Linked DNA regions of Mus musculus: all the other regions are linked to region 1. A link is a contact called in public HiChIP or PLAC-seq and promoter capture Hi-C data. All regions are on one chromosome and are shown on one strand. The core of a region is the stretch at or near the end of the contact, and the rest is flanking DNA. Distances in the headings are between cores, read along the strand shown.

Region 1 (3,002 bases), core at 162-2,661:
GTTTTCATAAGTAAGGAATTAAGCAACCTGAAAATTTATCTGGGTGGTACGCAATGCCGTTATATTTTTCTCCTTGAACATATGAACCCTGTATCATGCCAGATTTTGCCTATAAGTATACTACATACTATTAATTTGCTATCACACAGATTTTGAAATAGTAACGTTCAATTGGAGTTAAGACATTTTAAAGAACTGAGTTTTTGTTTGGGGTTTTGGTTGTGGTTTCACAAAAGCAGCTACTCCGGAGTCAAACTGTTGACCCTACTGCTTTCCAGTCAATATTACTCTTTAGACGCTATTTTTAAAACTCGGAACTCAAAAGAGTTTAAGCACTTCCACACTGAGAAAACCAGAAGTTTCTTCACAAGCAAACCTGCATATGAAATCATATTATGTGTACTAATGCTTACTCTGACAACCTGATGCTATAACGTAGCTAAACCCCATTCCCAATCACATTGATTAATGAAGGGAAATACACAGAATTCTCCAATTTCACAAATACAGCAACTTGAAGCCAGGAGACAGCCAGACAAAAGGAAATAGCAGAGAAGACAACTGTTTCGACTGCTCTAGACCTTGGTCCAGCCCCTGACCCCGCTATTATCTACTTAGTCATATCTCTCTCTCTCTCTCAACAAATAAAGGAACGAACGGTCGGTCCACCGTGATCACGGTGAGCAGGCAATAGGAGTACTGCAATTGGTTTGACATCTGTCAGCAAGAAAAAGGGCTAAACCAGGAAAGAAAGACTAAAAAAGATCGAAACTGCAAGAAGCGGTGTATGTGCGTGCGCGCGCGCACGGGGAAAGGCGGGGGGGGGGGGGGGGGTTAATGACAGAAACATGAACTGTGATCCAGTCGGGGCACTGGCGCGACTCGCGCGTGCTCCAGCGGCCCGCACCGGGCCGGGTTTGCGGACGCCCCGAACACCCGTGGAGTGGGTCCCCCACCGCTCCCTCCGCCCGGCGCATTACCCGTGAGGTTCCTCAGCACCGTGCCATGGGCCCAGAGGCTCAGGACCTGCTGCACCGACAGGTTGATCATCGAGTGGTCGGCGCCCTCCGCCCTCATCGTCCCCGCGGGGCGGCAGCGGGGCGCTCCGGGGGGCGCCGCTCGGCGGGTGTCGCAGGCAGCGTCCTCCCCGCCGGGGAGACATCGAGGAGCGCTGGCGGGCGAGGCCTGGGGCCGCGGGAGGGACCGCCGCTCCCGCTCAGGGCCCGCGTCGCGCCGCGGGGGCCCGCCACGCCACGAGGCCCGGGTCACGCCGTGAGGCCCGCGCGGAGCGGCAGCCGGCAGGGGCAGGCCGCGAGACGAGGCTCATCGCGGGGACGCGCGACGAGGCAGCGGCGCCCGGCCGCGGCACCTGCCGCCCGCCTGCCGCTCGGCCTTTGGGTAGCCAACACTCGAGGAGCCGCCCCCTCCGCCCGCGACCGCCCCGGGGCGCGCGCATGCGCGTGTCCGCTCCTCGGCCCCGCCTCCCCGGGGGTGAGCGGCTGCGCACGCGCACTGCCTCCCCCCCGCTCCTCGCGCGCGCGCGCGCGCCGCCCTAGGCACCCGGGAGCTCAGGCTGTCGTCGGCTCCCAGCGTCCGCCCGCAGTGGGGCGGAGGGAGCGCCACCTACGTCACTGGCGCCACCGCTGGGTCTCGCCGCTCATTGGCTGCTCCGAGGGAACAGACTCCAAGCCCCTCGCCCCCTCCTGACTGCGCGCCCCCGGAAACCTGAAACCGGTGAGCTGGGCGGGGATGAGAGAGCTGTGTATAGGTCCCGGGAGCTGCCAGGATTTTTGGAGCCTGCGCTTCGCTGCTCCAGATCCTTCCCTCTCCGTGAGGGCGTCTGCGAGCAACTTTTTGCAAAGGTGTAAATGCTCAAGATTTCATTTGTAGGGTTGTCTGAGAGTGCGTCCAGTGACCTGGATACGCCCCTCCCTTTGCTAAATCTACTAAAACAGAAATAGATCCTCTTTGTCATTTCAGCCAGTCTTCTGGCCGGCCAGCAGTAAAATACGAACTCCCCTTAGCTGCAGGATCTGAAACCACTTATTGACGCAGGGCCCCGTAGGTGTCCGAATGAATCCTCCTGGCCAAGGCTGGCTCTAGCGCTTCTTCCAGATAGGACTCTTTTCATCTAAAATTGTGAATCTCCCCAGCACTTAAACTAACTCAGCTTCGTCTCCCTGTCCTTCAAATCCAAGGTCAGCCTCAGAAGCATCTTAACTCCAGTTATGCTAGTTACAGTCTTCCTTGATGTTTGAAACCTTTTAACTTGAAATTAAAAAAAAAAAAATCGTGTTTGCATAAAAAACGTTAGTGCTCCTCACCCCATCCCCCTCGCCCAATTCCATCTTTTTCCAAATACTCTGCTGCTAAAGTTTACAGAAGGAAGTGAAGAAAGAATAGCTAAGCCAATCAAGTGTTTTTGCCCAGTAACTGAAGATTCGAATTGCCTAAATATTGTTGCTTTTGGTGAGCACCTTAAAAATGACAATAATGTATATGCAGGTTTATATTTATGCATGTTTTTGTTTTGCTCCCACAATATAGAAAAAAGTTTGGGCGTCATTAAGAGGAACCGTACTAAAACCTACTATGGTGTAGGGTTCAATGGCTGAATTAAATGTCAATTCAGGAGTATAGACTATCAGACATAAATGAGTTTAACATCAAATTCATTTTAGATAAAGAAGGGGCTTCATTTCTTTCTTTGTTGTTGTTGTTGTTGTTGTTGTTCTTCTTCTTCTTCTTCTTCTTCTTCTTCTTCTTCTTCTTCTTCTCCTATTTTTTTAAATTCTTCCTGGCAGCCATAGTATATGTCCTATCTTTCTAGTCTGAATTAAAGTTCAGAATGGGAAGTTAACCTCATGGTGCTGCGAAGGGATTTAACATTATTAGGTAACATGAGCACATTCACTGACAGATATAGCCAAGCCTCCGAAGGACATGTTAAACTCTCCTGTCGTCAGCTTACAAAATGAACCAGAAAACCTGCTTAACTAGCC
Region 2 (3,002 bases), core at 189-2,688, 510 kb after region 1:
CTGTGGATCAGGCTGGACCCCAAACTCACAGAAATCCAAATGCTGGGATTAAAGGCATGTACCACCATGCCTAACCTATTATACTTTTGATTCAGTTCAGACTAAATTACCTAGGCTGGCTTTGAACTCCCCACCTAGCCCAAGGCTGCTTTAAATCTTCTACACTTCCTGTTTCAGCATCCTTAGCAGCTGGATGAATTACACAATCGGAATACCAGGTACAGCTTGAAAGTGCTTTGTACAGTTAATTCCATCATGTGCCAGGACCCTCCACTTCACGCTAGACATCTTTCAGTTCGAGGACTATAGCAGTAAAGGAGCACATCCAAGTCCTTCCCTCAGCTGAGCTGACATTCTGTTCGCGAAGACTGACCACGACGCAAACAATTGTCAGCAAGAAAATACACAGATGGCACACAGCGATGACTGCTAGGGAAGGAAGTGAAGTGGAAAAGGCGCTGTGGCTTGAGTATGTCCCCTAGTGTGATAACGCTAAGAGGTGAACCGGCTATGGGCAGATTTGATACCGAGGGCTGTGCCTCAGGACTGACTTCCTGTTTGTATCACTCCAGCCGATTTGCTTTCTGCCATAGCACAAAGGTCTTCGCCAGATGCCAGCTCCTTGATACGGAACTTTCCAAGCACCAGAACCGCGAGAAAACATTTTCATTTTAGACGTTACCCAGCCTGCAGTATTCTTTTGTAGCAATATAAAACAGCCTGAGAGGTCAGACATGGTGGCACACACTCGGCCCTTGAGAGGCAACAAGTGTTGATCTCCTCAACAAGTTCAAGGTCAGCCTTGAACACAGTGAATTTTAAGCTAGCCAGGGCTATGCAGGGAAAACCTGTCTTTAAAAACAAACAGGTGATGGGAAGTTGCGTCAGCAGTTAAGAGCACTGACTGCTCTTCCAGAGGTCCAGGGTTCAATTCCTAGCACCCACGTGAAAGCTCAAAAACTGTCTGTAACTCTGAGATTCAACACCTTCATGCAAGCAAAGCACCAATGTACATAAAATAAATATCTCTTCATTATTAAAAACAAATAGCTGGAGAAAGGGAATTAGAAGTATGGGCTGCGGGAGGAAGCAGAGAGGTCTGAGCACCCAGGCAGAGACCTGGTGAGAATGCGCATGTGCGGGCTGGAACTCAGCTCTAGTCGAACATTTGCGGAGAGAAGTAAAACAGGAAGTGGAAGTAGTCGTCACTTTTCTGGTGCTGAGACAAATACTGTGATCAAAACCAACATAAGGAAGAGTTTTGCAATTCCTGAGGAATAAATGTCCATAATAGCAAGGAAGGCAGGCATGGCAGAGGAACAGGAAGCCGAAAGACTCTTAATTTACAATATGCTTGCAAAGAATTATCAGTCGCAAGCTCTGAGGCGGCCATGTGATGACATCTTCTTCAGGATTGCTTATCTTTGATGAGATTAAAAAGGTGCTGTCTCCAGGAAGCGAGAAGCTTCGAGGTCACACCCTGTCTGGGTAGTCGCCGTGTCCCGACGATGTTCTGCCTGCCTTTGATAAGAAAGATAATGACACTTTCAAAGCAGACTACTGAACACTCTGCCCTGTGATGGGAACTGGAAGAAAGAAAAAAAAAAAATCTCTGTGAAGATTTAACTACTGACTGTTCCAAATGTAGTGGCTCTAAGGCTGTGATCTCAGCACGTGGACACAGAGGTAAAGTGGGTCCTGTCCCAAAGCAAAACAAAACAGAATTGATGACTGAACATGTGATTATTTGAGAATAATATAAACCCATTTGTCTATTTTTCTAGTTTGTTTGTGCCCTAGGGGGTCTTTTTTTTTTTTTAAGCCATTGCAGCATCTGATTTTGATTTGGACTTTTTGAAGAGCTTATAGACAGAGACGAATGTAAAGAGGGTTGTCTGAAGAACGGTGACTATAGAAAATGGCTGCTGAGCTTGAGCTTGCATTGAGGGCGTGAATCATGTGAGTCGCTGGGTCACAGGTTTGAACCTAGCCGGCATTCCATGGTGAGATCTTACCTCAAGACAAAGTGATAGTAACAAATTCCCACAGGTTGAAAATGAGCCACCCAGAATGAAAATGAGTGCTTAAAACAAAAATCAGCTTTTCCGGAAGAGACGGAACGTGGGCTGGGGCTACAGCTTAGCGGTGGAACACTTACTTACCAGCATGTGTGAGGTCCTGAGTTCAATTCCGAGCTATATGGGGCGGGGCATGAAAGAGACTTCAACAAGTGATTCGTATAGAGGGTACATGTGTAAAACATTTCTAGATGTGTAAGTAGGTAGGAAGATAGCTCAAGGTTATGAGGGAAAGCTGCCAATAGAAAGTCATCCCAGATGTTACAGATGTTGAGAGTAACAACAAGAACTTGGCAACGGCTGTTAAAATTCTCAAAGACTGAAAAAGCACCCATTGTCACAGCCACTAAAGATACAGGGATTTCAGTGGGACGCTAAATTGGCAGTGCTTTCAAAGGTCCAAATTAAGCAAGAAGTCACAACAGAGAAGGAGTTTTGTAAAAGCACAAGCAGCAAGAACAGAGAGACACAGGGGGAGAATCTCACTGAACTGACGGCGGAGGTCCACCGTGCATCCCTCTGACAAGGGAGCCAGGGATATAGGCCAATCTGATTAAAGACACTCAAATGATACGGATAAATATTTCTCAAAAGCAGATATAACAGTGGCCAATGTGCCTAATGTGTAAACAACAACAACCACCAATGATCAGCATCAGGAAAAGAAACTGAAAACTGCATCAAGATTTCATCCTAGCCTGGGTGGAATGACTGTAGACACATCAGCAGCAACAGCAACAAAAAGGAACGTGGGCCAGATGCAGAGGAAAGAGAAGTCATATGCTTATATATAATGTAGTGATGTATATAGTAATATATATACATATATATATCACTATAAAAATACTATAAATATCACTACAATATATGTATTTATTTTAATATTATATATAACTATCATTATACAGTTCTATAAATATAATA
Region 3 (3,002 bases), core at 241-2,740, 490 kb before region 1:
GCTCAAATTCTAATGAAGAAGAAAAGAAAAGTGATTTTTTTTTTAATAAAAAAAATGCACCTCAGTAAATCATGTATGTTAACTATAAAAGGAGGGGAAATAGCAAAGGTTCCACAGTGTCAATCAGATACAATGAAATCACCTAGCTACAGCCAGTTACTATGGTCATGTGACAGCACCATGTGGCCACTGTAGTAGCACTGGAAACAGCAGTCATCAGGAACAGTGTGGGAAACCAGAAAAGTGTGCCATACCACACCATGTCAGCTGTGCTGCACACTTTACACATTTACACACATATGTACATATTTATACAAATATGTGTAAATGTTTATGTATAGATGCACATGTAGCTTCATATATATATATACACATATACATATATACATGAACTATTATGAATGACCGATTCTTGTGAGTATATGACCTTCCAATTCTTCTTCAATGAATATAGATGAACACAGTGTCATTTCTTCTGCCATGAAGGGAGCAAGGGACATCATACTGTTCTTCCTAAAGCACAAACCCTCGGATCAAGCTAGTTTTTAGGGGCTCCTCAGGCAAATGACTGAACCAAGTATAACACTATAGAACACTTCAGACTGCCACCAACATTGACAGATAAGTAAATGAATGCCAAACAGGCACTTTTTATGCACTGCTGAGAGCTGAGAGCTATGAGAACACAAAAGTCATTAGCTTTCAAGTGCAGTTCTCTCTCCTTGGACAGGAAAAGGCAAGATGACCCATTTTCCTGGTACTAACCATTGGGGGCTCACATTTCTGCGTGAGGTTAATGAAAATGTACGCCCCTTAAATGTTACTGTTCTAGTGAGAAGCTTGATCAGAGAAAAAAATAATGTTGCCCTTAAATAGCCAACAAGTAGTGTGCTGGTATCAAGATGCTCACCCCCTGCATCTGTGCTGAGGCTGAAAGCCACGGGCCAGCACAGCGGCTTCTCTCCTACACTCCCATGCCTTCCTCATCGCAGGGGAGTTGATAGGGCCGCAAAAGGAAAGTCGTTGTTCTTCTCTCTCCATACATACACACATAACCTTCAGCTGCAGCACCCTGCTGCCTCCCTGGCTGTAGTCAAGGCAAGGTTCTCCCTTTTCTAAGCCCCTGAGAGCCTCTTCACTGTGAGCCAGTGCCTAGTGAGGGAGGGCTTGGGACTCCTCTGCTGGTCTCTCCACAGGAGACAGGCAGGCACTGTATGCTCTGTCAGCACGCAGCATGGCGAACTCACTGAACTTGGTGCTTCCCCTTCCCATGGGCCTCTTCTCCTCACTGTTCACCTCTGTCTACTGCTGCTGCTGCTCTGACCTTCCACAAACCTTACAACAGGAAACACAACTTTCCAGTGAACCAGAAACTGTCAGTAAGAATACAATTTTTTTTAAGACTCAGTACAATTTGACTAGACAGAGCACCAAACAGTCCTGTCCACACACCACAGTAGAGATCAGTAACAAGCCATGCCCCTTGTCTCTCACACTCCGTTCTGAAACACCAAGGGAAATAGGTCACTGCAGAGACTGCCTCCCTTGCCACCTCTGAGGACATGTGGACTAAAGCAGCTGCACGGAAAGTCTCCTGGTCTGCGGGGCGGGTGCTGGAGTCGGGTGGGCGGGCTCAGTGGTTGAGAGCACAGAACACTTGCAGAAGACCTGAGGTTGGTTCCTAGCACTCATGTCAGGAGGCTCACCGTCATCTGTAAATCCAGTTCGAGGGCATCTGACGGCTCTTACCCACTTGGGCATCTGCACACCTATACACATATCCACAAACCGGCATGTAAATACACATGTAGTTTAAAATGAAATCCTTAAAGCTGCAAAATATAAAGGCATTTAATCCAGCTACAGGAAATGCAGTTTTTCTAATAATGAAAACCACAATTTTTTTCAAAGATGTGGTAACGAGATCTTTACTTCACCCCTCGAGGTCAAGTTCTAAGCCCAGGTCTTAGGGCAACACTCCCAGCCACTTCAACACCAATGGCACATCACAGCACTGGCTACATCACAGCACTGGCTACATCACAGCACTGGCTACATCACAGCACTGGCTACATCACAGCACCGGCTACATCACAGCACCGGCTACATCACAGCACCGGCTACATCACAGCACCGGCTACATCACAGCACCGGCTACATCACAGCACCGGCTACATCACAGCACCGGCTGCATCACAGCACCGGCTGCATCACAGCACCGGCTGCATCACAGCACCGGCTGCATCACAGCACCGGCTGCATCACAGCACCGGCTGCATCACAGCACCGGCTGCATCACAGCACCGGCTGCATCACAGCACCGGCTGCATCACAGCACCGGCTGCATCACAGCACCGGCTGCATCACAGCACCGGCTGCATCACAGCACCGGCTGCATCACAGCACCGGCTGCATCACAGCACCGGCTGCATCACAGCACCGGCTGCATCACAGCACCGGCTGCATCACAGCACCGGCTGCATCACAGCACCGGCTGCATCACAGCACCGGCTGCATCACAGCACCGGCTGCATCACAGCACCGGCTGCATCACAGCACCGGCTGCATCACAGCACCGGCTGCATCACAGCACCGGCTGCATCACAGCACCGGCTGCATCACAGCACCGGCTGCATCACAGCACCGGCTGCATCACAGCACCGGCTGCATCACAGCACCGGCTGCATCACAGCACCGGCTGCATCACAGCACCGGCTGCATCACAGCACCGGCTGCATCACAGCACCGGCTGCATCACAGCACCGGCTGCATCACAGCACCGGCTGCATCACAGCACCGGCTACATCACAGCACTGGCTACATCACAGCACTGGGGCCTAGAGGGCCACCAAGTGACCCACCGGGGAGGAATCCCTTGTGTTGAGCTAAAGAACAAGAGGAGGGAGCAAGCTGAGACGACATAATACAGTGAGTGTGACAAGGACGATCTGAGGCTCATTTCTGGTTCTTGACAAAGAAAGACATCTTAGGTTCATCTCAAA
Region 4 (3,002 bases), core at 255-2,754, 430 kb before region 1:
TGAAAGCCAGGGAACAGCTGGTTTTCGCCTTAAATTTTGATTAATGAGCACACCCTCTTTTTTTTTTTTTTTTTGTCTGTTCTCTCTTAAGCTGGGCACTGTGGGTCGAGGGCCCTTCCAGCCAGTTGCCATTGCTATTCTGAAATGTACCTGTGCCTGGGAGGTTCCTGCAGGTTAGATTTTGCTGCTGAGAAAGCTGCTGTTGCTGGCACTGAATTTCAATGACTTCCTGCAGGCAAACACCTGGAGGCAATTACCTGTGCTTGTCTGCCAGCAGACACGCATACAGTTCCAATGGGAAAGCTATCTGTATGAATTTCAAAGGGGGTGAGGGGTAGATTTGCTTTGTGTAATATTTTGCTTGTGTCTAGGTTAGCCAGTCTAGGAATTTGTCTTTGCCCAATTATGTGTTTGTTAAGCCATTTTTGCCCCTTCACCATAGAACTGGCAAATGTAGACTTTGTTTCACCCGTTCTGCTGCCTGGTGATAGACTTCTTCTCTTTCTTAGTTCACAGGACAATGATAATGAGGGAAGAAATAAGGAAGGTCAGGGAATCTACATTTAATGTAAAATGACAACATTTTAACTTGACATTCTTTAATAATAGACCTGTCATTCAAAAGAAAAAAAAATAGGTCAAGGTTGAGGACAGAGTCACACAGAAAATTTTATTAAACTTTATCGTTAATATTTATGCAGACATAGTGATACTTTCTATACCTAGATATGGTCTCTGGGGGAAAACTGTTATGTTGATCATTATTTTAGCTAAGTGGTTCTTCCTTTAGCTATATCATAAATGTTCTTAATGTAAATGTTGACTTAAATTGCACCTTTAGAAATGTCAAAAATACCATTAAGATGTGTGTAGAGTTAATGTTGTACTGGATAATGCTAATGGAATGTATTTTATGATTTTGTAGACTGGTACAATGAGGCCAATTAGGAATTTATTTTGAATGCAGGCAAACCTCAGTCCTTACTTAATGTCAATTTCTTCTGATTTTATTCTATCCAGGCAAAGCTAAAGATGACTAACATAATATGTAACTTCCTTCCTTCAACAGGACCAAAACATCACACAAACACTTCCCTAACCCCGACCCCTACCTCCACCCCCACCCCATTTCTTTCATTCCTTTTTCTAGACTCTCTCTCGGTTTTATACTTAAAGTATTTGCTTCCATTTTTTTACTCCTCACTCTCCCCATCCCCCTGAAGTTGTAAGGCACCATTGCCTGGAGCTTCTTCCTCCTGCTTAAAAATGAGACCAATCCAGGTCCTTCCAGCACATAGTCTAAATTCCTCCTATACAGGTTACTAATACATAAAAGCGTCTGCTGTATGTATGCAGAAACCCCTGAGAGCTGTAAATAAATCATGTTTTTCTGCAGTTTTAGTGTTATAATTGGTAACTGCTTTGCCCAACAAGAACTTGACGTTAAATAAACCAAGAGTATGACTAGCAATATCCCACAAAATGAAACCACCATGGTGACTCACTAATGATTTAAAATGCTGTCGCATTTTCCCCCAAGAATTACTGTTTAAGAAAAAGATCCACTAGTACAGGACAACTTTAGCATGTTGGTGACACACATGTCATTGCCTCTCTCCCCCTAGCACCCCTCCCCCCTGCACTATTCTGGATTGCTAGAATTCTAATCTGACAAAACTGAAAAACATCTAAGCTTTTCCTTTCTCCTTTTTTTTTCCTGACAGTAAAAGTTCTGAATAAGGAAGGACTTAACAGTTAGCAGTAGCCTAAAATAATAATCGTTTGCTTAGCCTACAATCACGAAGGCACTTGTGGTCTCTACTGGGTTCACATGTGTATCTGGTTGGCTGTGAGTTTGGCTGGGCCTGGCTGGCCTAAGACAGCTTCACTGGGATCGTCTCATATCCTGCTATAGTCACTACCTGTTAAAAAGTGAGCCTGATTATAAGATCGTTGGTCAAAGCAAGTCACAAGACTAACTAAGCAGAAAAAAAAACAAAAAACAAAAAACAAAAAAAAACCAGGATCTAGAACATGATGGGAGAAATTGAAAAATAATGCAAGCAAAGGGCTAAGCAGCCAATGAGAGAAATACTGGCTTTCTGTTTTATATAGTGGAGTTTCTAAGAAACCCATAAAGACCATCAACGATAGGGCACGGCCAATGAAAACAATAACAAATTTCTGAAATGAGTTGTTGGTTTAAAAAACGGCAACTAAGATGGAACAATACAGGAAATCCCTTTTTTAATCACCCACTTCTCTGTTTACTGCAGGAAACAATAGAAGAGGAAAAAAACCAAAAAAACAAAAAACCCTTTAACCTGCAACTTCAGTGTAATTTCTGAGCACATTTAAACCTATTACAGAAACACATAGTAACCAAAAGCAACGATTCTTAAAATAAGACAAGTGGAGTGAGAGTGTTCTAATTTCATACATTTCCCTTAAAGAAAAGTGATTGATTGGTTCTAGACTTGGATAAGTTAGTACTCCTTGTTTGTTTCTTGAGACTAACCACTGTAACGATAATCAATGAATTTATCACTCTTTCAATGTAGTGGAGGGGAAACCGAAGGATGAATCGAAGACCCAGTCAGGAAGAAGGGAAATCAACAATGGTTAAAAAGCAACAGGAAGTAGATAAGGCAATTCATGCAGCACTCAGTAGGATGGAGATTTTAGAACAAAGCATTAACTGCTTCCCAATGTATGCCCAATGACTAGCCCTATTAAAAGATAAAGACGTCCATCTCAATAACATGGGGCAGTGAGCAGGTTAAGTCAGACATCTGAAATAAGGGGTACACATTCTGTTACTAAAAATGAAATGATTAAAAAAATGCTATACAACTGTCAGCTCCCCCAAACCAGTGTTTCTAGGTCCTTGTCTATCAAATTACTATTTAAGGAAAATATGTATTCTTCTTACTAGGTATGAAATGGTACACTTCAATGATAAAATTGTCATTAACTAGGAAGAAACTAAAATTTAAACCCAC
Region 5 (3,002 bases), core at 335-2,834, 310 kb after region 1:
ACACACACACACACACACACACACACACACACACATTGGAAGAGACTTTTTGAAAATCAAATAGGACTTTGCAGAATCTTTAAATATATTTATTTTCTTTTATTTCTGTGTATACATCTGTGTCACACAATCCAGAATCAAGAGTCTGACCCCCTGGAATTAGAATTACAGGTGTTCGTGAGTCACCCAGCATGAGTGCCAGGAAGAAGATCCTTAAATATAATAAATAAAAACAAAAATCTCTTCAAAGGGCAGGATGCCCATAAGCTATTGCTGTATTGTTTCCCTTTGTGGAAGCACATTTCCATGACGTGTTAGTTATTTTTGCATCAAGCAGAAACAACTTGAGAGAAGAAAGCTTAGTTGAAGACCATGGTTTCAGAGAGCTGCAATCCATCACACTAAAGACGGTATGGAGAGAAGACTATGGCAGACGACCAGGAAATAGAATAGACCCAAGGGACAAGGTCAAAGGCTCGCTCTGACAGCCAGGCTCTGTAGCCTTCCAAACAGGGACCGTGCTGCTACTGAGCTTCCAAGAGATGAGTCTGCAGAGGACTTTCAGACTGACAGCTGACAGCAGAGATGCCTCTCCTGTAGCTGGATAACTGTAGTCTCCATGTGGTGTGTGCGAGAGCTAAAGTTAACCTGTAAGCCCCAAGGACGGGTCACCTCTTGAACAAGGGTGGTTGCCTCACCGGCACAGGACGTGCTTGGTCACATATATGCAGGAGGCACATACCTCCTAGTATGTCAGGGTGTATGCTTGCCCCTGATTGAATGAAGATGGGATGTCCCTACCTTGTGAGTTCTGCCTTGATGAGCACCCGACTAATCTAGCACAGTGCCACTTCCTGGGAATCCTGGGTATGAACCTGGCCCGTGTCCATCCTCCTGGCCAGTACTAAATAGACACTCTCGGATTTGGGCTTCTTGCAGTGTTCAGGCTTAACAGTGTATCCACAGCTCCTGGTGGACTCTTTGTATTGCTTTGCAAAGAGGGCATACGCAGAGCCAGCCTACCTCTGGATTTAGTTTTCATGTGAGTCTGATGTTAATCACCCAGGCACTGTCTCAACCCAGCCAGGACATTTGTTACCCACTTGATCTCGGGACTTCTGTGCATCACAGCCTTTGAACCAGGATACCAGCAGGTAAAATAGACAGAAAGCCTGCAGAAGGCTAGCCAGAGAAGGAAAGGTCTATTACCCATGAGCAAATTATAAGGATATATGTGTGTGTGTGTGTGTGTGTGTGTGTGTGTGTGTGTGTGTTTTGTTTCTTCTAAGAAATTGATCTGCCTTTTCTCTTTTTTAAAAATAAAATTTTCCTATAGAAATTGGATTTTTGTAGCTAATGGCTCACGTATTTCCATTTTCTCTAACTTACTATCTAGGTCAAAGGCAACAACAATGCCCAGTGTACTGGCCATCCCCATAGTTTGAACACCTCACTTCTAACTTTTCTCTTTAATCATTTCTACCTGAATTATTCTTTATACTTTCTCTTTAGCTACCCCACACACACCTTGAGTCACTTGCAATTATGCACATAGGCGTGGCTTCTACTTACACAGAATCAAATGTTCAGTGCTAGCCGGGGCTGGACTTGCAACTCATAGCCAATTCTCCCACCCCAAGAGGACTGGGCAGAATAGTTCATTCTCTCTCACCTTTCTTTTCTCTCTTCCCCTCCCCCACACTTTGGCTGATACCTGGGATTGAACCTATGCCCTCATGCATGCTGCCCAGGCACTCTCCCACTGGGGTACAGTGTCCTAGACTGTGCATCTACCTTGTCATTTGCACACACACCAGCCTTGCCCTGTAGCTTCCTTCAGAGTCTAATGTAAACCCAGCCAGACTTCCCTCTTGCTTATCGCCTGTCAGCCTTCAAGGAGGTACTACCCTCCCCTCAAGTCTGACCACCAACATCTTTTAATATAGTTTGCTCTCAAAGATGTCCACAGAGGTGGGATCTACTCCTTTTCCTTTCAGGGCATGCCTTCGGCCACTTTAATAATTTCACAAATGCAAGCTTGTGTCATCAGAGCCTGCAAACATCCAGACCCAGATGCTCTGGCTGGATCTAAGCGCTAACTAAATGCCTGTGACATGGGTCAGCCTTTGTCCCTGCAGCAGGCTGAAGACTGAGAGAGGGTGTGGCAGCCCTTGTCATCTTAAGAGCAAGTGCTCTGAGCCCTCACGGGTGCTAATCAGGAAACGTACAAGCTATGGCACAAGCTCAGCAAGGGTATGACACAGTAAAGGGAAACAACAGCTGGAACATCTTATAAAACCCATCTGGAGATGGGCAGCCAGGCTGTTTACCTGGAACTCACATTGGATGGAATAGAATGGGTGGAGAAGGCTTTGGGATGGGAGATCAGTTCATCTAGATTAGTACATGGCACTTCTGCACTGATGGGGGTTAAGAGCCTGAAACGTTCATAGGTAAATAGGGCAGTGGTTCTCAACATGTAGATCATGACCCTTCTGGGCTTAAATGGTAGATATCCTACATAGCAGATATTTACATTACAATTCAAACCAGCAGCCAAATTACAGCTATGAAGTAACAATGGAATGATTTTATGGTTGGGAGTCACCACCACATGAGAAACTGTATTAAAGTGTCACAGCATTGGGAAGGTCAGAAACCATTGTAATAGGGTATAATAACCCTAGTGGACATAATGCCACATGATTTAAGTCGCTCCACACATCTGTCAGCTGGCTGATTAATGGATCAACTTTTCTTATCTCTTTCTTTCTCCATCCTCCAGCCTTTGCAATTAGGTTGAAGACATTAGAATCCATTATTGCTGTTGTTGTTAATGATGTTATCATCTCACATACCTCACCTCTGCATGACTGGAAGGAAACACACAAACACACTCCTATCTCCTATAGACTGTTGTTTGGGTGCAAGCAATAAAGAAAAAAAGAAAAAGAAACATGGATCACACGGTGGCAAGCCCTTGGTCAACTAAGGCTGTCAAC
Region 6 (3,002 bases), core at 176-2,675, 270 kb after region 1:
AGCAATTTTGATTATTCTTTTCTTTTCTTAAATGTATTTATTTATTCACTTTACAACCCAATATCAGCCCTTCCTCTCCTCCCAGCTAATTATTCTTTAAAAAAAACTATTTATTTAATTTGGTTTCTTTTAAAAAAAAAACATATATTTATTTTCTCTGTGTGTGTGTGTGTGTGTGTGTGTGTGTGTGATAGCAATGTACCATGGATGTCAGAGAACAGCTCAAGCGGAGTGGCTCTCTCCTGCCAGGAGGGTCCCTGAGATTAAACTAAGGTCTTTAGGCTTGATGGCAAGCACCTTCACCCACAGAGCCAGCTTGTCAGCCTTGATGGTTGTTCTTTAGCGTTAGCTTGGACCCTAACCAACAGGATTTTATGTGCCCTGACTCCTTCTGAAGATTAATTTGGAGCTACCTTCTGACTCTAGGAAGCCAGGAGCCACGGTACCCACTTCTGCCGTAGATCAATCTTGCAGCTAAGAACCCACACACAGATCAGCATGGTGAAGGAATGAACAAAGTGGGAGCAAGGAACAAAGGGGTAATGCTCAGTTCACCTCAAACTACCAATGGTGATTCCGAGCTGCTCACTCAGCCAGTCTCCTCCTGCCCACACCTTCCCCAACAGCTCCTGATAGACAACAGAACAGAGCTTCCTACCACGAGGGTCCTGCAAGGGCACCACTTATTAACTGTCCTTAAATAGTAACTGGATACCAAAGCAAATAATGATTGATGTGAATTTCGGCTTTCCGGATCGGGGTATGACTCTGTAAAAGAGCACTTGTCTAGCACACATGAGACCCTAGATTTCATTTAAGCCAGGCACGGTGGCATGTGCGTGTAATCCCAGCTCTCAGGGAACAGAGGTACGTATTGGGAGTTGCCTGACTTCTCCCCCCCCCCCCCCGCCCCAGTATAGACTGCAAAACTGGTAAACTCTTTCATTGTCTCCTAGAGGGAAAACATATACTTGGTATAGTGGTTCTCAGAGCAGCCTCTGTGGGTTCTATGAGACCTACAATCCCTTCCCTCCTATATTGTGTTTTCAAACCATCCGTCTCTTAAAACTCATCTCCAGTCTAAAGCTTTCTCTTGGCAACCCAGTATTCTCTTCCCATTTTCTGGTCCCATCGTATGTGCATACCTCACTGATGCCATGGAGCTCATGGGTCCATTGGAAATGGGATAAGCTGCTGTCATGGCCTTGGCTGGGGTGCGCACCGTTTGGTGGTGGCTACTTAGAATACTTAAGTATTGTTGAGCTCGGCCAAGCCCTGTGGCATCATCTCTAAGGTGGGCAATTCCAAAACAGGGCATAGACAAATGCTGGCAGGAAGTGACTCAAAGGCTTTTAGGCAGGTCTTCCAGGCTGGTTCCTGAAAGGTAGCAGAAGATCCTGAAACTTATGCTGCCTCTGCCTTCTTAGACACTGAATCATCACAGCGCACATGTACATGCACATACACACAGACACCCATGGCTGCTGCCATGGGAACCAGAGACTTCCCTTGTTGGCATGTGAAGCCTTTTGAAATCAGTTGACCATAACAACCTCAGATACCAGCCACCTAACTGCTATAGATATTAAGCAATATTATTTTTGTCTACTAACAAGGAAAAAAATAGATTTAGAGGAAATTAGAGTTGCCGGAAATGACAAACTCTGACTTTTCACCTCCCTTTTCTTTGTTCCCTGTTGTCTGTGTGTCTCTTTGTTTTTCTCTGCCTTTCTGTTCTCTATGCTCTCCCCATCTCTATCTCCCATATATACAACTTAAAAAGTTAATTCCAGGGCAGAGGACACCCCCCCCCCAGTTTTTTCTTATGTAAACTCAATGAAGTACAATTACGTCCCAAAATTGTAGATTTCTATATGAAAATAAACCTAATAAATATATCTAACTGTCTAGTTTGTAAAACTGTCCAAAGAACTGAGATGTCACCTAAATGTCCCCCCTGAAAAGTCAAGGTACATTTTATATCTTCCACAGCCTTGGAGGTCCCCAAGCAGTGAAGGGAGGGACTTGCTAAGCTTACCCTGACCTGAAAGGCACTGTTCCCAGACAGTCACCCACGCCAAGGGAATGAGCAAACCCTCACACCTCCTTAACTGAACAAAGGTCCTCTTTGTTTGGTCAACACCAACGTCTTCAGATTTCAGCCACAGTCTGTCATAAAGCTCATAGATAATGCATATTTCTGAGGGGGCGTTTGTAACTTGTCACTCACCCTTACCAAGGCAACAGAGGTTAGTTAGCCTTCCCCTCCCACTGATTGCAAAGTAAGTGACTGCTTATCACAGTGAGTGAGAGGCAGCCTGCCACAGGACACCCCACTGCATGGATAATACTTTCTGAAGGAGGGAGGGCAGGAACACTGCTTGTCTTATTTAATGATAAAACTTGTTGGATCATCTTATGTGAATCCGTCTCAAAGACACAAGAGAAAGGGAGAAGACCAACTCGCCAGAGTGCATTCTACAAAATTCGGGGCTGGAAAATGTCAGAGGCCAAAAACACTCTGTTCTAAGTAGCAGTACCTTAGTCATTGTGTCAGGGTTACAGCCAGCAGGCATGCCCGACCTTTGATGTTGTGAAACGTCAGTGCCATCTACAAGTGTCTTGGGCCACACTCGTGGCTATCCTGGGATACACTCAGCTCGCAGATTGCAGTTTGCACATGGCTGGTACTAGAGGTGTCCCCATCTGTGTGAGAAGTCCAGGTGGTTCACACGTAAGACAGTGGATTCCTCTGCAGTCTCTGTTAACTTCTGGAGAGATCTCTTCAAAAGAACCTCTGAGTCTGAAACAGGGTGGTGATGTTGCTCCATCTTATTCTGCAGTGATGCTTCAAATCTGAAGCATAGAAATGACCTTAAAATGCCTCTGAGCCTCTGCTCCATTTTGAGGGCATTATAATGACTGTGTCACCTGACCCTCCTGGCAGAAAGCGACGTGCATACTATAGCTTTCCTTCCCCTCACAAAGGAAAGGAGGACTGA

The links. Promoter capture Hi-C pulls out the DNA fragments that hold promoters and counts their contacts. HiChIP or PLAC-seq counts read pairs in DNA pulled down with a chosen protein or histone mark.
Region 2: a contact with region 1 is called in an H3K27ac HiChIP or PLAC-seq map of microglia, with 6 times the contacts expected there. The contact joins the enhancer-like site here to the promoter of Tmem170b in region 1. A contact is called at or near these places in 14 of 39 promoter capture datasets (the 3T3-L1 cell line, the HPC-7 cell line, HPC-7-derived erythroid cells and 9 more), 4 of 484 Hi-C or Micro-C datasets (CD4 T cells and embryonic stem cells), 7 of 115 datasets of contacts at active chromatin or transcription factors (bone marrow-derived macrophages, embryonic stem cells, epiblast stem cells and 3 more) and 1 of 9 other capture datasets (embryonic stem cells).
Region 3: an H3K4me3 HiChIP or PLAC-seq map of bone marrow-derived macrophages shows a contact between it and region 1, with 3 times the contacts expected there. The contact joins the enhancer-like site here to the promoter of Tmem170b in region 1. A contact is called at or near these places in 4 of 39 promoter capture datasets (embryonic stem cells, liver, pre-B cells and 1 more) and 5 of 115 datasets of contacts at active chromatin or transcription factors (bone marrow-derived macrophages, effector CD8 T cells, memory CD8 T cells and 1 more).
Region 4: a contact with region 1 is called in an H3K4me3 HiChIP or PLAC-seq map of bone marrow-derived macrophages, with 2.3 times the contacts expected there. The contact joins the enhancer-like site here to the promoter of Tmem170b in region 1. A contact is called at or near these places in 1 of 39 promoter capture datasets (hematopoietic stem and progenitor cells), 4 of 484 Hi-C or Micro-C datasets (the G1E-ER4 cell line, liver, nephron progenitors and 1 more), 6 of 115 datasets of contacts at active chromatin or transcription factors (bone marrow-derived macrophages, double positive thymocytes, embryonic stem cells and 2 more) and 3 of 9 other capture datasets (adipose tissue, liver and pancreatic islet).
Region 5: a promoter capture Hi-C map of the SN4741 cell line shows a contact between it and region 1, with 3 times the contacts expected there. The contact joins the enhancer-like site here to the promoter of Tmem170b in region 1. A contact is called at or near these places in 11 of 39 promoter capture datasets (the C10 cell line, the HPC-7 cell line, HPC-7-derived erythroid cells and 8 more), 1 of 484 Hi-C or Micro-C datasets (bone marrow-derived macrophages), 22 of 115 datasets of contacts at active chromatin or transcription factors (the 230-238 cell line, the NIH/3T3 cell line, T-cell acute lymphoblastic leukemia and 14 more) and 2 of 9 other capture datasets (adipose tissue and liver).
Region 6: an HNF4G HiChIP or PLAC-seq map of pancreatic cancer cells shows a contact between it and region 1. The contact joins the enhancer-like site here to the promoter of Tmem170b in region 1. A contact is called at or near these places in 5 of 39 promoter capture datasets (the C10 cell line, liver, neutrophils and 1 more), 1 of 484 Hi-C or Micro-C datasets (bone marrow-derived macrophages), 14 of 115 datasets of contacts at active chromatin or transcription factors (the 230-238 cell line, bone marrow-derived macrophages, embryonic basal ganglia and 7 more) and 3 of 9 other capture datasets (adipose tissue, embryonic stem cells and liver).

What each region holds. Positions count from the first base shown.
Region 1 is chr13:41,604,291-41,607,292 of GRCm38.p6, reverse strand. It overlaps Tmem170b (transmembrane protein 170B), which reads right to left and starts at 1,411. Exons shown (of 3, transcript NM_001163572.2): 1 at 981-1,411. The coding sequence starts at 1,077. Gm32184 (a long non-coding RNA gene) reads left to right here and starts at 1,217. Exons shown (of 3, transcript XR_382252.4): 1 at 1,217-1,734.
Region 2 is chr13:41,096,042-41,099,043 of GRCm38.p6, reverse strand. No RefSeq gene overlaps it. Among named protein-coding and RNA genes, the nearest start is that of Gcm2, 12 kb to the left of the region's middle. Within about 2 kb of position 1,438, at least 36 of the 459 cell types and tissues checked have an H3K27ac peak or open chromatin away from gene starts, as enhancers often do. A contact at or near this core is called in bone marrow-derived macrophages and microglia, where this site is marked.
Region 3 is chr13:42,094,514-42,097,515 of GRCm38.p6, reverse strand. All of the region lies in intron 2 of Hivep1 (human immunodeficiency virus type I enhancer binding protein 1), which reads right to left. Among named protein-coding and RNA genes, the nearest start is that of Hivep1, 44 kb to the right of the region's middle. Within about 2 kb of position 1,490, at least 114 of the 459 cell types and tissues checked have an H3K27ac peak or open chromatin away from gene starts, as enhancers often do. A contact at or near this core is called in bone marrow-derived macrophages, effector CD8 T cells, memory CD8 T cells and 1 more, where this site is marked.
Region 4 is chr13:42,033,928-42,036,929 of GRCm38.p6, reverse strand. No RefSeq gene overlaps it. Among named protein-coding and RNA genes, the nearest start is that of Gm28707, 12 kb to the left of the region's middle. Within about 2 kb of position 1,504, at least 8 of the 459 cell types and tissues checked have an H3K27ac peak or open chromatin away from gene starts, as enhancers often do. A contact at or near this core is called in bone marrow-derived macrophages, where this site is marked.
Region 5 is chr13:41,299,398-41,302,399 of GRCm38.p6, reverse strand. No RefSeq gene overlaps it. Among named protein-coding and RNA genes, the nearest start is that of Smim13, 51 kb to the right of the region's middle. Within about 2 kb of position 1,584, at least 8 of the 459 cell types and tissues checked have an H3K27ac peak or open chromatin away from gene starts, as enhancers often do. A contact at or near this core is called in the SN4741 cell line, where this site is marked.
Region 6 is chr13:41,330,349-41,333,350 of GRCm38.p6, reverse strand. The region is part of intron 2 of Nedd9 (neural precursor cell expressed, developmentally down-regulated gene 9); the gene reads left to right. Among named protein-coding and RNA genes, the nearest start is that of Nedd9, 27 kb to the left of the region's middle. Within about 2 kb of position 1,425, at least 65 of the 459 cell types and tissues checked have an H3K27ac peak or open chromatin away from gene starts, as enhancers often do. A contact at or near this core is called in adipose tissue, bone marrow-derived macrophages and pancreatic cancer cells, where this site is marked.